Regions from separate parts of the Mus musculus genome. Here region 1 is linked to region 2. The links are chromatin contacts, called in public Hi-C maps. All regions are on one chromosome and are shown on one strand. Each heading gives the region's core, a stretch centred on a gene start, on an enhancer-like site or on the middle of the called end of the contact. The rest is flanking DNA. Distances are from core to core; before and after follow the strand shown.

What was found. Hi-C and Micro-C count contacts between places; a contact is called where the count stands out from the background.
Region 1: a contact with region 2 is called in a Hi-C map of forebrain, with 1.8 times the contacts expected there. The contact joins two enhancer-like sites. A contact is called at or near these places in 19 of 484 Hi-C or Micro-C datasets (LSK cells, Th2 cells, astrocytes and 12 more).

The regions. Positions count from the first base shown.
Region 1 is chr16:49,285,014-49,291,869 of GRCm38.p6, forward strand. No RefSeq gene overlaps it. Among named protein-coding and RNA genes, the nearest start is that of 1700026J12Rik, 33 kb to the left of the region's middle. Within about 2 kb of position 3,293, at least 83 of the 459 cell types and tissues checked have an H3K27ac peak or open chromatin away from gene starts, as enhancers often do. A contact at or near this core is called in astrocytes and forebrain, where this site is marked.
Region 2 is chr16:49,171,190-49,177,974 of GRCm38.p6, forward strand. It overlaps Myh15 (myosin, heavy chain 15), which reads left to right. Exons shown (of 41, transcript NM_001166210.2): 34 at 709-901; 35 at 1,741-1,944; 36 at 5,762-5,887. Among named protein-coding and RNA genes, the nearest start is that of 1700026J12Rik, 81 kb to the right of the region's middle. Within about 2 kb of position 4,997, at least 34 of the 459 cell types and tissues checked have an H3K27ac peak or open chromatin away from gene starts, as enhancers often do. A contact at or near this core is called in astrocytes and forebrain, where this site is marked.

The sequences.
Region 1 (6,856 bases), core at 2,043-4,542, 110 kb after region 2:
TTTGGAGAGCAGTAGGACATAAGGGATTGCTGAATGATGGAGGAGGCTAAGGAAGGAAGGAAGGAAGGAAGATTCAGATCCTCATTTGTGAGAAATTATTTTTTGGACCTCATCTAGCTGTTATTTTAGTAGTTGTCAGATTCTCCCTACTCCTGGAATCTGCAGTTTCCAACTGACTAGTGCCTGCTCACATGTATTCTATTGCATGTATACTTTCAAATATGCCAAGTGCTCTAAACTTGGAAGGATATTTACCCAGCTGTGCAATGTCTGTCTTCATGTGCTCTCCTTTATATCCACGGATCTTATAGCTACTTCAACCTCTGAGCATTGATAGCAAAGAAACACAGCACAAACAGAGACATAGGATGGAATTGAATGAGACAACATTTTTTCTTCCCTCTCATTCATGTTCCCACTCTCTTGACATATATCTATTTTTTTTTTTTTAGTATACTTCTTTGAGATTTTGTGCACACACATTTAGATATTTCCGGGGCTGGAGAAATAGCACACATGTACTGAAGAACCAGCCTGACTCCATCTTTAAAGCTTTAAAGCCATTTTTATAGTAACAGAAAACTGGGTTCATTCCTGTTATGATTATACCTCTGTTTCTCAAGGATTGGTCTATGCCCTCACTTGTATTCTTTATTACAAATGGTTCTGTATTGGATATTCCAGAAATGGCACTTCTGTCTTTGATTATAACCATCTTGAAACCCTACCTTTGTTTAAAAAGGTTCTATGACCACCTATGACTAATTTGTAAGACTGTCTGTGGTTATAACTACATTGTTATGTCCACCTTGCAACCATGTCTTTGTTTCAAGAGGTTATTAGGGCTAATGTATATACTTATATTCTGTTTCTATAACCCCGCCTATTTTGCCTACCAAATCCCCCATTTGGAAACCCTCTCCCCTTGAGCTATAAAATCCTTGTTATCCTCACATCAAAGGCTGATTTCTCAAACCCACTGTAGGGGAAGGCAGCTTGAGTACACGAATAAAAAAGGCTTGCTTTAATTAGTTTTAATTAATTTGGCCATAATGATTTGGATCAGTTATCTTTATCATTCCATCTTTGGAATTAACAGTATGAAAATTGTCCTTGGGCTGGAGAGATGTTGCAGTAGTTAAGAACACTTGCTGTTTTTGTAGAGGACCTGAGTTTAATTCTAAGCACTTACATAGCAACTTAATACTGAGTGCAACTCCAATTTCAGGGACTCTGACACCTGCTCCTGGCCCTTGCTGGCACCATTCACACATGGTACACATACAGGAGAATACTCATACACATAAAAATTATTTTATAGGTCTTTAATGAGTTAAAGAAAAAGATATTTCCTCATCTTGAGTGCAAGCCACAAGGATGTTTTACACAGGAAGCAGGAGAACAATACAATCATCTCACAAATGTATGCACACAATTGTCTTCCCAACTGTAGCCTCTCCTGTGTTGATGGACTCAGACATCCCAGTGGATTCCACCACTTTTCTACAATGTTATTCTCTACACGCCCATGTCCGGATGGGCATGGCATTTTCCACCATTTATCTTTAAACTCCTTGGTGAAATGTTCAGAGCTCTCTTTACCATATGCCTTTTTTCATCTATTTCAATGACTACTAATATCAGTAATATTAAAGTGCTTACAAATCCTATGCTTGTATCTGAATAGTCATGGGTTTGAAGACCATATTTGCCTCTTTGTTTTTTTAATCCTTTCAGTTCAACGTTAGTTCTGCCCACTTTAGGGGATCCTTTTGAGAAGAGTGCACCAGTCAGAGCTTGGAAAAGATGATGTCTTCCACAGAACTGAGGCAACCACACACTTACTACCATCCATGGCATTTAGTGGTGAGGTTTGTGATAGCCTCTGACATCAATTTATTTTGCTCTCACAAATTGGCAATAAAGTTAGGAGAAACCATCCGTTCTGTGTCTAAGTTCACTGCTTAGGGTGTGAGCAGCTTCCACGAATCTCCGACTGTGAGCAGATGTGGTGTAGCTGTACCCAAACACTGTTACTCTATTGATTCCGGTGGTGGCAGCAGTGCACTCCTGCTACCCACCCCAGTGTTTTACATGAGAGCTATTTTGATATGTCTAAAACAGCTCAATGGCCAGGCTACTTCCTAACCTCCTGTGAATCCTATGTCCACATGTAAGACACTGAGAGAACTCTGCCCACAGTTGGTTTCGACTGGTTTCGACCAGTGGGCAATGGTTGGGCAGGGAGAAAGCTCAAGGAACTGAGGAAGGAGAAAGAAGGGGAAGCCACTATGCCTGGAAAAAAAGGAGAGATGTCACACCTGAAAGGTGTGGAACAGAGAGCATAGCTGCCATGTAGGAGCCAGGGATCATGGCCCAGGAGGGCTACATGTCAGGGTCTAGGGCAGCAAAGATAAAATATAGATTTGAATAAATAATAACACAGAAATATCAGAGGGGGTGGATTAGCCTCGTGGAGGTTAGAAAGTGCCCAAACATTGAGCAGTTTTAGGCATATCAAAATCTAAAATATATATGTGTCTTCCATTCGAAAATATATGACATTGGGGTGGGTAACAAAAACGTGCCACCGCAGCCACAGGGACCAATTGAGAAACATGAATTGGGTACTGACTGCTACATTGAGGAGCTCAAAGTATTCCATGTAGGAACAGAGTACTTCAGGGAAAATTGGGATGGCTCCACAGCAGCACAGCCCTCTTTCACTACAGGTGCTGTCTTTCAGGAGCTACTATTTCAATAGAACTCCAGGATAGCACTCATGACATCTCCCTCTTTAACCTCTTAGTTTGCAGTGCATACATAGAAGTGGGGGAAATATTATCTATGTGATGTGTGATGTTTGAACACTGTCAGGAAACAAGGTAGGAAAGACCGGAGAATGAGAATTTGTGACTGGGCCTCTCAGACTTTCTCAATAGAATTTGACCAATGGAACGAGGCCCCCAGGTCAGTAGGATCTCTCAGCCAAAAAATAAAGAAAAGAAGCTCAGAAAAGGATTCTGTAACTCAGTTTCCTGGTACTTTCAGGGAAGGCTAAAGGCTCACACTGACTTAACCTGAAGGGGAAGAACGGATCCTAAATTAAAATCTCTAAACAAATGTTACTCTTCACTCCTTTTAAACATCCAGGCTGCATGCCCAACTTCAGCTAATTGGGAATTTGGAAGTCAGATTTACAGTGTGAGTTAGCATCAGGTTACTGTGTGTCTTAATTCCAAAATTATTCAGCAGTGCACCATAAAAACGGAATGCTGTTCTGGTACTCAGAGTTAGACAACATTAGACTTTAATGTGACCAATTATAATTCAAGCCAGTTATGTAGGACATTGTGTCTCCATCACAAACCAACCAGTCTTGGATCGGTTCCCAGTTTTCAGTCACTGGATTTCTTTGGCGCAATTGTATTTCCATGTAGTTAATTATAATTCATCAAATCAAATACAATAACAGAACAATCCCTGAGGTTAGAAGTGGCTATGCAGGGACATATCATGGGTAGTTAAGTAACTAAGACAACCTTGTGATAGCCATGCTGGGTAGATTAGAAAAATGGGGCCAAGTATTAGAGATAAATGAGTGATTCATTTAGTAGGATTGGCCTTACAAACAATTACTTAAAGTACTGCAATTCATATAATTTTTAATTAGCTTTTTTTTTTTTTTGGTCCATAATCCTTCCTTACAGAAATGAACTATCAGCCAAAAGGTGAAAGCAATACAAAGTTGCTTCTCCCCTGGGACTAAGAGACTGTGGAGTTCATGGCTTTGAACTCAGGCCAGATGAAAACAGTTCCATAATCAGCATTTATCCCAGAGCCTGGGGTTTATAGACACTGTATATTCCTTCATGGTCACAGCCCCTCTCTATATTTAGATCAGAGACTATTTCACCTTACTGAGGCATCAGTTTACTCAGCTGTCAAATGGGGATACATCAGTCATGCTGTCCATCATCCTCAAATGACACGAGAGCTAAGTGAGAAGATGAATTGAAAAAAAAAAAAAAAGAACCTCAATACCTTATAATGGTAGGTCTGGAATGAAAAACAGAAGACCAGAGTTTCAGGAAAGACGCTGGAGTCTTTTAAGGATTAAAAAGCAAACACATTCCTATTCTAACGTGAAACATAGATGCTTTGTTACATTAGAAGAAGCAGAATGTCTTCTACCTAAGATGACTCACTGCTGCTTGCTTGCTCCAGCAGAAGAACAAAACAGTTTTGAGGCATGGCTTTCAAGCACTGGCAAGATGCCTGTGCACTGGGAAGTGGTGATTCACATAATTGGAATGATCCTCAGTAGACAGAATGTGCAATCTCTGAGGTGTGTGCTGACTTGACCAGAAGCAAAAGGAAAAAGAAATGGAAAAGGGAAAAGGCAGCTTGCATGCCTACAAGACACCAAGAATCACTCCAAGAAAAACACCATGTGGTGGAGATTAAAAGACAAGGCTCGTTTCCTCCTGAGAGTCCACCGGCCAATCGTTGCCTTGCACAGTCCTGTGATGGTTAAGTTTCTTCCAATCAGTATTGAGCCAGGAGTGGAGGCTGAAATCACTGTTGCAGATGCCTAAGTCAACTATTTTAATAAACTGATTGAACCACTTGTAAAAACCACTTAACTAGTATAATACTAGCAAGCTTTTCCTATTATAAAATACCTAAGGTAATCAAAGCACACAGGAGGAGAGTGGGGTGTGTAATTGTCTAATGATTGCAAAGGTTTTAACGTGTAGTTACATGATACTATTTCACGGGACCACAGTACCTTTTTGTACCAATTTTGTGAACCCCCAAAGACCACTAAGGAGCCAACTCTTTATTGGAAACTCAAGCTTGGGCCACACTGCCTTCTCTAATGAAACAGAGCAGAAGGGGGAGCTCCGAGCGCTCAGCAAGACAATGTTTTATAGGAAACGGGAAGCAAGCAAGAGGGATTTCTAGCTGGGCACACATCGGATTGGGGGCTATTATGGGATTTTATTGCCCTTTAACATAATTCGCTGGTGCTAGGGAGCCAAACCATAAACTTAAAACTCCTGTTTCCCTCCTGATTGGTGGTTGTTAGGAAGTGGAGTGCCAGGGGCAGGCTTGGAACCTGGAAACTAGTGCTAGATGATGGCTTGTTGGGGAGTAACCTTGAAACTGGTGCTAGGTTCAGGCTTTTTAGTTAACTATAGTTCGATTTTAGGTCAGGTTCCCTAAGATGGAGTCTAGACCCAAGATCTGATCTCTCACTTCCAAGCAGAAGGAAGTTACAGGGAAGCTATGTTTGCTTCATGCTGTCCAATCAGTTAGGAGAGAGGAAACCTAGGCACTGGGCTCTTTATACAGTGGTTATCAACTTTTGGGTTGAGACCTCCCTTGCCAAACCTCTATCTATCTCCAAAACTATTTACATTACAATTCATAACAGTAGCAAAATTACAGTTATGAAGTAGTAACATGAATAATTTTATGGTTGGGGTGGATCAACCACAACATGAGTAATTGTATTAAAGGGTCCCAGAATTAAGAAGGTTGAGAAGTGTACGGTTCTCTTAATATGTCCTTCAAGGGCTTAACCCCTCCAGCCCTAACTTTCTTCCCCTAGATCCTACACTCCAAGGTTTCCATAATTTCTAAAGGTAACACAGGCTGGCAAGCAAGCTTGTAGCACAGCCTTGTCATCAGATGTCCCCCAAAGGGGGACACTCCATACTCAAATTATAGCATTCAGCACTCCATCCCACAGACTTGTATTCATCTCACAGATAAAAGTCCCTCAGGCCTAAATTATTTTAGCACTGGTTAAAAGTTCAATCTAAAGTCTCTACTTAGTGCTCCAAAGAAGCTCTTCACTGAGAGCTCTGTCAACAATTTTAAAAGTTAAAAAAAACAATAGTTGTATATGTTTAATAACCATTAGCACAGGTTAAACATTCAAGTATGGTATCCTCACCACTTTAAATTAAAATATAATAAACCAAACAAACAAACACCTCATTCCCATTCCAGAACAGAGGATGAGAGACATAAGAAGTAATCATTAGAAAAACACAAGACTGAAACCCAGTACAGCAAACATTGAATCCTCAGTCTTCATAGCTGATGTCTAGGGTACCTTGTCATAGAATATGTGTTTCCAAGCACTTGGGGACACCTCCCATACCGCTTTGTTGGCTGATTAACATGGCTATTCTCAGACTGGATACACTGATTTCGTATAGCTTTCCTTGACATTGTAAGCCTTTCATACCCTCTAATTCTGAAGTCCCCTGTGTTGTCCACACAGCCTCAGTATTAGTCACCTAGCCATGGGATACTTCCAGGAACTCTGAGCACACCACATAGTACATGGTTTCCCAAGCTTTCCTGGGAAATTCCTTGTTGAAACCCTCACTATTCCTGTATTTTGTGTTCTGGGTGGTTGCAAAGGTAGCTTCACATGATGCTAATAAAATCTGTAACCAATGGGAGCTATATATGGGCACAGTTGAACTACAGTTGAAAATATCTTTGAGTGTACTGGTGACTGCCTTTGCAAAACCATATCACCTTAAAATAGTTCACTAGGCCAGCTCATGGAAACAAGTTACCCCAAGACTCTCTTTATAAAGGATGGTGTTTGAAGGGAGTTTATAGGTTTACTGCATTGAATCTGCACTAGGTAGGGTCTCACTGATTCTCTAGATCCACTGAATACATCTTTTCTATCATTCCTGTAGAAACTCTTTCTAACGTCACTATTCTCTTTAGAACATTTTTGGCAGTACCTTCAAACACATTTCCTTTTCAGCTATAGCTCAAATTTTCAGTCTTTCTACTCTGTTCTTTCCTGTTGGTTCTTGAA
Region 2 (6,785 bases), core at 3,747-6,246:
TTTATCATCCTTGTCTTGTCTTGGTTAGGATTGCTATTGCTATGATAGAACTTCATGACCAAAGCAACTTGGGGAAGAAAAGATTTAGTTCACCTTACAGCTTCTAAGACTATCACTGAAGAAAGTAGGGGTAAGAACTCAGGACAGGGATTATAGTTAAAACTATGGAGGGATGCTACTTGCTAGCTTTCTCCTCATGGCTTTCTCAGCCTGCTTTCTTATACCAACCAGAACCACTAGCCAAAGGGTGACACCACCAACAGTGAGCAGTGCTTTCTCATATCAACTGTCAATAATAAAAGGAAATGCCTCACACCTTGCCCCTAGGCCAATCTGGTGGTGGCATTTTCTCAATTGAGGTTCTCTCTTCTATTCTACTTTGTGTAAAGCTGACATAAAACTACCCAGAACAATCTTTTAATGAGTCTTAGACAAAGCTAACACAGGACCCTTGAAATAATTCTAGTGTTTTTATAATTCTATGTCGAATCTAACCTCGAAGCCTTATTAGTCTGTTATAATGAGAACAGACTCATCAATCTAATGCCAACATTTCTGTTTATAAGATGAAAACCCTTTAAACTCATTTGTTTTTAACCTCTGAGAGTTATTTTTAATTTTAATGTGCTTCCCATAACTTGAAAATAAGAGATACCTGTTCCTAATTTGGGTGTGTGATGTTCTCCACACGTGTTACTCTGAAATCAGGGAGAAGCATCAGCAAGCTATGGGGTCCCTGCAGTCTAATTTGGATTTGGAAGCTTCCAGCAGAATTGAGGCCACCAGACTGAGGAAGAAGATGGAAGGGGACCTCAAGGAAATGGAGATCCAGCTTTGTGCTGCCAACCGGCAGGTGTCACAGATGACCAGAGCCTTGGGCCAGCTTCAGGGTCAAATGAAGGTACTTTGCAACAATACTAAAGGACCAAGATAGTCATAAGCTAAGTAGCAGAATCTACTGAACAGTGAAAGAGAAAACCACAAATTTCACCCTTCCAGAGAGGGAACATGCTTATCTGAAAATAAGTGAAGTCATGCCACAATGATGCAGGCACAGGGACACATCTGAATTTGTGAGCAGGTCATTAAATAAGAAAATGGAATGGACAGAGCCTTGGCAGCCATCTACTTCCAAGTCACCATTTGGGGTATGTCAGGATGACAGTTCCATTCAGAGCTTCCTCTTGGTGGAAACAATAGGTTGGGTAGCAGTGTTTGAGGCCAACAGCAGGGGATTTTTTTGTCAAACAGACTTCCTTGAAAGTAAATGCTCTCCTGTACTAAAGAAGATTGCGTTTGTATAACCTAAGGCCCAACCAAAGCCACTAGGCTAGAAGAAATTAATAAAAGTTAGAAACAAACTAAGGAGAAATAACTGACTCCTTAGTGAACCATGCAATACACATCCCCAAAGCTCTACCCTTCAGGACAGTTGCTTGGATGCTGTGCTGGTCCTGCCTGCTGTCTGACTTCTAACACAGAGAGTTTAGCTTCTTGGCCTTTTTTTTATATCCCAGTCCTGTTGGTGGTTGCTGAGATGAACAGCTTTCTGCCCTGTTGTTCAAGACACTTGGATTTCAGTAAACTATCCTAGAGCTGCCTTCCAGGGTTACTTAGAAAATCTTTTATCTCTGAGATGGAGAACTTGGAAACTTGTCTTTGTATGGTGGTCATCCCCCTGCCATGCTAACAGTTGAACTAAGAGGTATCCATGCCCCAGGCCCATGTTTTCTCTTGTAGGATCTTCACCAACAACTGGATGACAGCATTTACCAGAACAAAGACCTGAAGGAACAGGTGGCTCTGGCTGAGCAGCGCACCGTTCTTCTTCAGTCTGAACTTGAAGAGCTGAGGACCTTGCAGGAGCAGACAGAGCGCGGGAGAAAGCTGGCCGAAAAGGAGCTCCTAGAAGCCACAGAAAGAATCAATCTTTTCCACACCCAGGTAAGACCCTTGAGTTCTCTCCATTCGTGCAGTTGGCTGGTTGAAAGAAGCAGTTCCCAACCCTGAGTCAGGTAGGATAGGTACGGCAGCCATGTCGAGTCTTAGCTGTGACATAAGAGGCACAGAAAGCTGTGCAAACGAGGAGCTGGTCACACCTTTCATTCCAAACATTATGCTTCCAGAGCATGCGTAACAACGCGCCACCAACTGATGTCTTTAAACAAATTTATTTCTTCATAGATCTGGGTGCTAGTTACCTAAAATCAAGGTATTTTAAGAGCTATGCTCCCTCAGAAACCCACAGGAGACTCAGCTTGTGTTAGCGTCTGAGGGGTTTCCTGACTTTCTTTCTACTGATACCCTGTTTCAGTTCCTTGTTCTCACATGGTACTCCGCTTGCCTCTTTTCTCTTGTGAGTGTGTCTGTGTCCGAATTCATCCTTTATATACAGGTACACCATAAGGAATTATGGACAACCTTAGTGACCCAATCTTAACTTGATTAACTCATTTAAAGCCTTATTTTCGAATCAGGTTATATTTTGTAAAATATGGCTAAGGGGTTCAATATAAACTTTTGTGGACATGGTGGGAGTATAGTGCAATTGTAATGCTAAGTTTCTTCATGGAGAATGGACTGTCAGGGCATCCTCAGACAGGATGGCAGAGGACAGAAAGAACATTTCTTATTGGTCTAAAAGTATTTGTTGGCCCCTTATTCCCTTGTTCTCTGTCAGAGACTTGCTTCCTAGCACCCTGGAATATCTAATATCCCAAAGGGCTTCTGTCAATGTTCTGGCTTCTTTTGAAAGTGTATGTAAGTGAGAATTAGCAAGATTCCCAAATTATTCCTTGATCATTCGATCATCAATAACAGGGACAGATGCCTAGAGCAACTGTGTCAAGCACCAAGCATTTTTAGGGCACATGCTACAACTTAAATAAGTATTGCTCAATGTGATAAATAATGTCCTTACTGCTCCCAAAAGTAATGACAAAAGTAAATAAATCATAACTATACTGTTATGAGTCTATATGGAACATACAACACTACAGAATGTCCTTAGTGATCCTAGATAACTAATGTTATCCAGAGGCATAATAGTTTTCTTCCTAGTCCAGAAAGACATGGGAACGATGGGACAAGGTGGATGAAAGAAAAAGTAAGAAAGTGGATGGAGTCAGGGACTTTGGTGGCCATTGAGAAGGATAGACTAAAAGCAGTTGAGGACAGACTGACACTCTGCAGAGTGCTGAAAACATCTTGGGTCATTTTAATTGCTACATTGACTCAAAAGCGCCACTGGCATTTTGTAGGCAGGGTCTAGAGACCTCCTTTGAAATACCATATGATCCCATATCACAAAAGTACCATATGATTCCCACATCTTGGAGTCAATGTTCCCAGAATGTCAGTAGTGCCCTCAGGGTGTTACAATTAGTCCGTGTCTACATTAAGTTTATGCAATGACATCATGTTTCTGGGTGCCATGGTTTAAGAACAAATATGCTGTAGGGTATGTATGATTGTTAGCAGGTTAACAAATTTCAACACTTGACTTTGAGGGTCTTGGTCAGTGGTAGAGCACTTGACTTGCGTCTATGAAGCCTTGAATTCAACCCAGCTGCAATAGAGAAAATAAAAACAAAAACAAGAAACATCACGTTTTTTTTTCCTCCCTTAAAGTTTATCTCAATAATAAAATGTGGCATATTGGATCATTTTTTTAAAATTATATTATCCATTGTCTGCCATGCATAGTAACTACTGGTGACAAGCTATTTGATATGAACGTTGTAACTGATAATGTACTGTGCTCCATTGTGAAGAGGACAGAAGGAGAGGGGGAGAAAAGGTGGGGGGGGGGGGAAGGGAAGAAGAGAACACAAAGACAACAACAGGATATGGCTTGGAGGGAGGACACATGAAGCAGTGTATTATAGTATGTTGCTTAGGTTTTTTTTTTGTTTTTTTTTTTTTTAACATGACATAAACCAAAGTCACCTAGAAAAAAATACATCAGTTAAGAAATTGCTTCCTTTCGCTTGGCCTGTAGGCTAGGCAGTAGGACATTTTCTTGATTAATGATTGGTGTAATAGGGGCCATCCCACTTTAGGTCCTGGGCAGGTGGTTCTGGGTTATATAACACAGCAGGCTGAACAAGCCATACCCAGTAAGCAGCACTCAACCATGGCCTCTGTGACAGTTCCTGTCTCTGAGTTTCCTGGATTTCCTTGAAGACTGACAGTATAAGCTGAAACAAAATCTTTCCTCCCAAAGTTGCCTTTGTTCAGTGTTTTATCACAGCAACAAAGAAGCCAACTAGGACACTTAAATAATAGTGCCTTTGTCCTGAAACTTCAAAGAGTCATTAGCACGAGAGTTCCAGTACTCAGGTCTCACGTATCTATGAGATCCACAGCTCGGCAGTAGATCGCTCAACAAAATCTCAGGTGCTGCCCCTGGTCACAAGACACTTGTCTAGCATTAATCCAGCAGGCATGGCACTCCTCTTAAAACCCTCTTCCTTGGAACATACAACTGAGTATAACTCACAGAAAGGATCCTCTCCACATTATACCTTAAACCTCTTCCCTCTGAAAATGGAAGATGGGGAGGCATTAAACTTGCAGACATGATAAATGTCATTTCTGTAGGAAAGTTTAAGTGATTGGTAGGCAATTAAATCACATCAGTTAAATCAGTGTGTGGACTCGTGCAGTCCTTTGCACTGAGAGAGCACCTATGGAGTGGGCACCCGTAACACTCCAGGAATATACACTCCGTTCCCCCGGACCACACTGAAGGCAATGGAAATTCTGCAGAGCACAGGGCCTGCCCCTTCACAGGATGGAGAAAAGTATTCTTTATGGTGCCGGTACAGGGCAAGCAGAACCTGTGAGGCTGGGATGCCTTCTTTCTCTGTTTGAGGCTCAATCTGCCCTGAGAAAGGCTCTAAGCAGAGGGAAGGGAAAGGGCAGTGTAAAAGGGTGAACTGAAAGGAGAAACAAAAAGCGGGCAGCCCGTGCTTGTTACAGATGCTCTTTGTGCTAAGAGTTCCCATGCTCACAAAAGCTCTACTTCAAATGCAGGGCAGATGCTGCAGGGAGCTTGGCCTCCATAGAACAATCAGGAAGGAATTGGGGCAGTGAGGCTGTGGAGCACAAAGGCCCTTCCTTTAATAGAGTTCTAGGGACTGGGGCTGAGCTTTCTGCAGTCTGTTTATCCACCGCCATGACCACCTCATCTTCATCCTCCTCCTGCTCCTCCCCCTCTTTCTCCTCCTCTTTTTCCTCCTGCTCCTCCACCTCTTTCTCCTCCTCTTTTTCCTCCTGTTCCTCCTCTTCCTTCTCCTCCTTCTTGTCTTCCTCCTCTCCTGAGAGTGAGAAGGAAGGCAAGTAGGCAAAGAGGGGATTGGTTTTCCTCATGTAGCAGTGTACTGGAATCCTCCAGGTGGCTACAGGTGACTCTGACTTCTGCTCTAGGACCCTTGTTTCTATCACATTGAAAAAGGCAGAAAAACATTCTTCAGTAAGTTAGAAACTACATCCACGTTCTGGCTTTGTCATATTTCGAATCCTCCTTTCTGATCCAGGCATCCATCTCTTTTCTTCTGAGCCTCTAAATAAAACTCCTTTGTTTGATCTGCCTTTTGTGCCCAAGCTACCAGCCAGAGCTGGAGATCTTGCTTAACTGCCTAGGGCTAAGTGTGCTCAACTGTATAAGGCCGACTATGCTCAATCGCTCCTACCCAGAGCTGCTTGCCTGTGCTTTGCTGCCCTCAGGTTACCTAACTGGAATGCTGTCCCTCCTTAGAACACAAGCCTCCTCAGCCAGAAGAAGAAACTGGAGGCCGATGTTGCTCAGGTGCAGAAGGAAGCTGGAGAGATGTTGCAGGCATGTCAGAAGGCAGAAGAAAAGGCCAAAAAGACAGCTGCTGAGGTGGGTCTGTTGTCTGCCTGCCCACTTTTGGCCTATGGAGTTCACTCTAGCTACAAAGCTTACTATAGCTCACTGTAGCCCAAAGGCATGGCCTGCTGCAGCCCAAATGGATTCTATTGATTCCCTATACAATCAGGAGGGAGTTAGCTGACCTTGCGGTTTCTCCATTAGCTAGAACATTTAGGCCAATTGGCAGTTGTCTTCTAACCCACCTTGACAATGAGGAGGGATGATTGAATGGCTGAAAGCAAAATCCTGTGGGGGGAAAAGTCTTTCTTTTTAAGTTAGCTATTTTTCAATTGTGAATCAATATAGTCAGTTTTTAGAAAGAATTCTTCCTGTGCTTCCTTACAAATTTCCTTAAAAATTTCCATTTTTCTTCAGCATGTAAGGGTTTGATGATGATGGTGGTGATGATGGTGATGGTGATGATGATCTGAAAAGAGTGGCTAAGCCACTTACAGTTTACAATCTATACTACTCCTGGGGTAGCAAAAGCAGATGGGAAAGGAAGTGTTTGGGACTGGTGAACTGTATTTGTGAACAAAAAGTTGTTGTTGGTGTTACTTTTCCCAGTGGCACTAAGGGCAGTGCTAGTTGCCAAACCCAACAAGAAAAGCTCAAAAAATTGCATGCCCCCACCCCAACCTCTATGAGCGGATGCTATACTTCTATCAAAACATATAGCAAATGAACAGGTCAATTGAGAAAAAGCTATTAATGGAAAAAAGTGAAGTTTGTGTATTTAAGGACCCAGGGTGGGAAGTTTCAGGCTTATTAATTGGGCCTGAGCATGATTTCAGCCTCTGCTCACCCTCTGAGGTTAAGCTTTTCTGGAGTCTATCAAATGTGCAACTATATGCATCGTTCTAACCCTGCTTTATGACGGGAAGGCAAT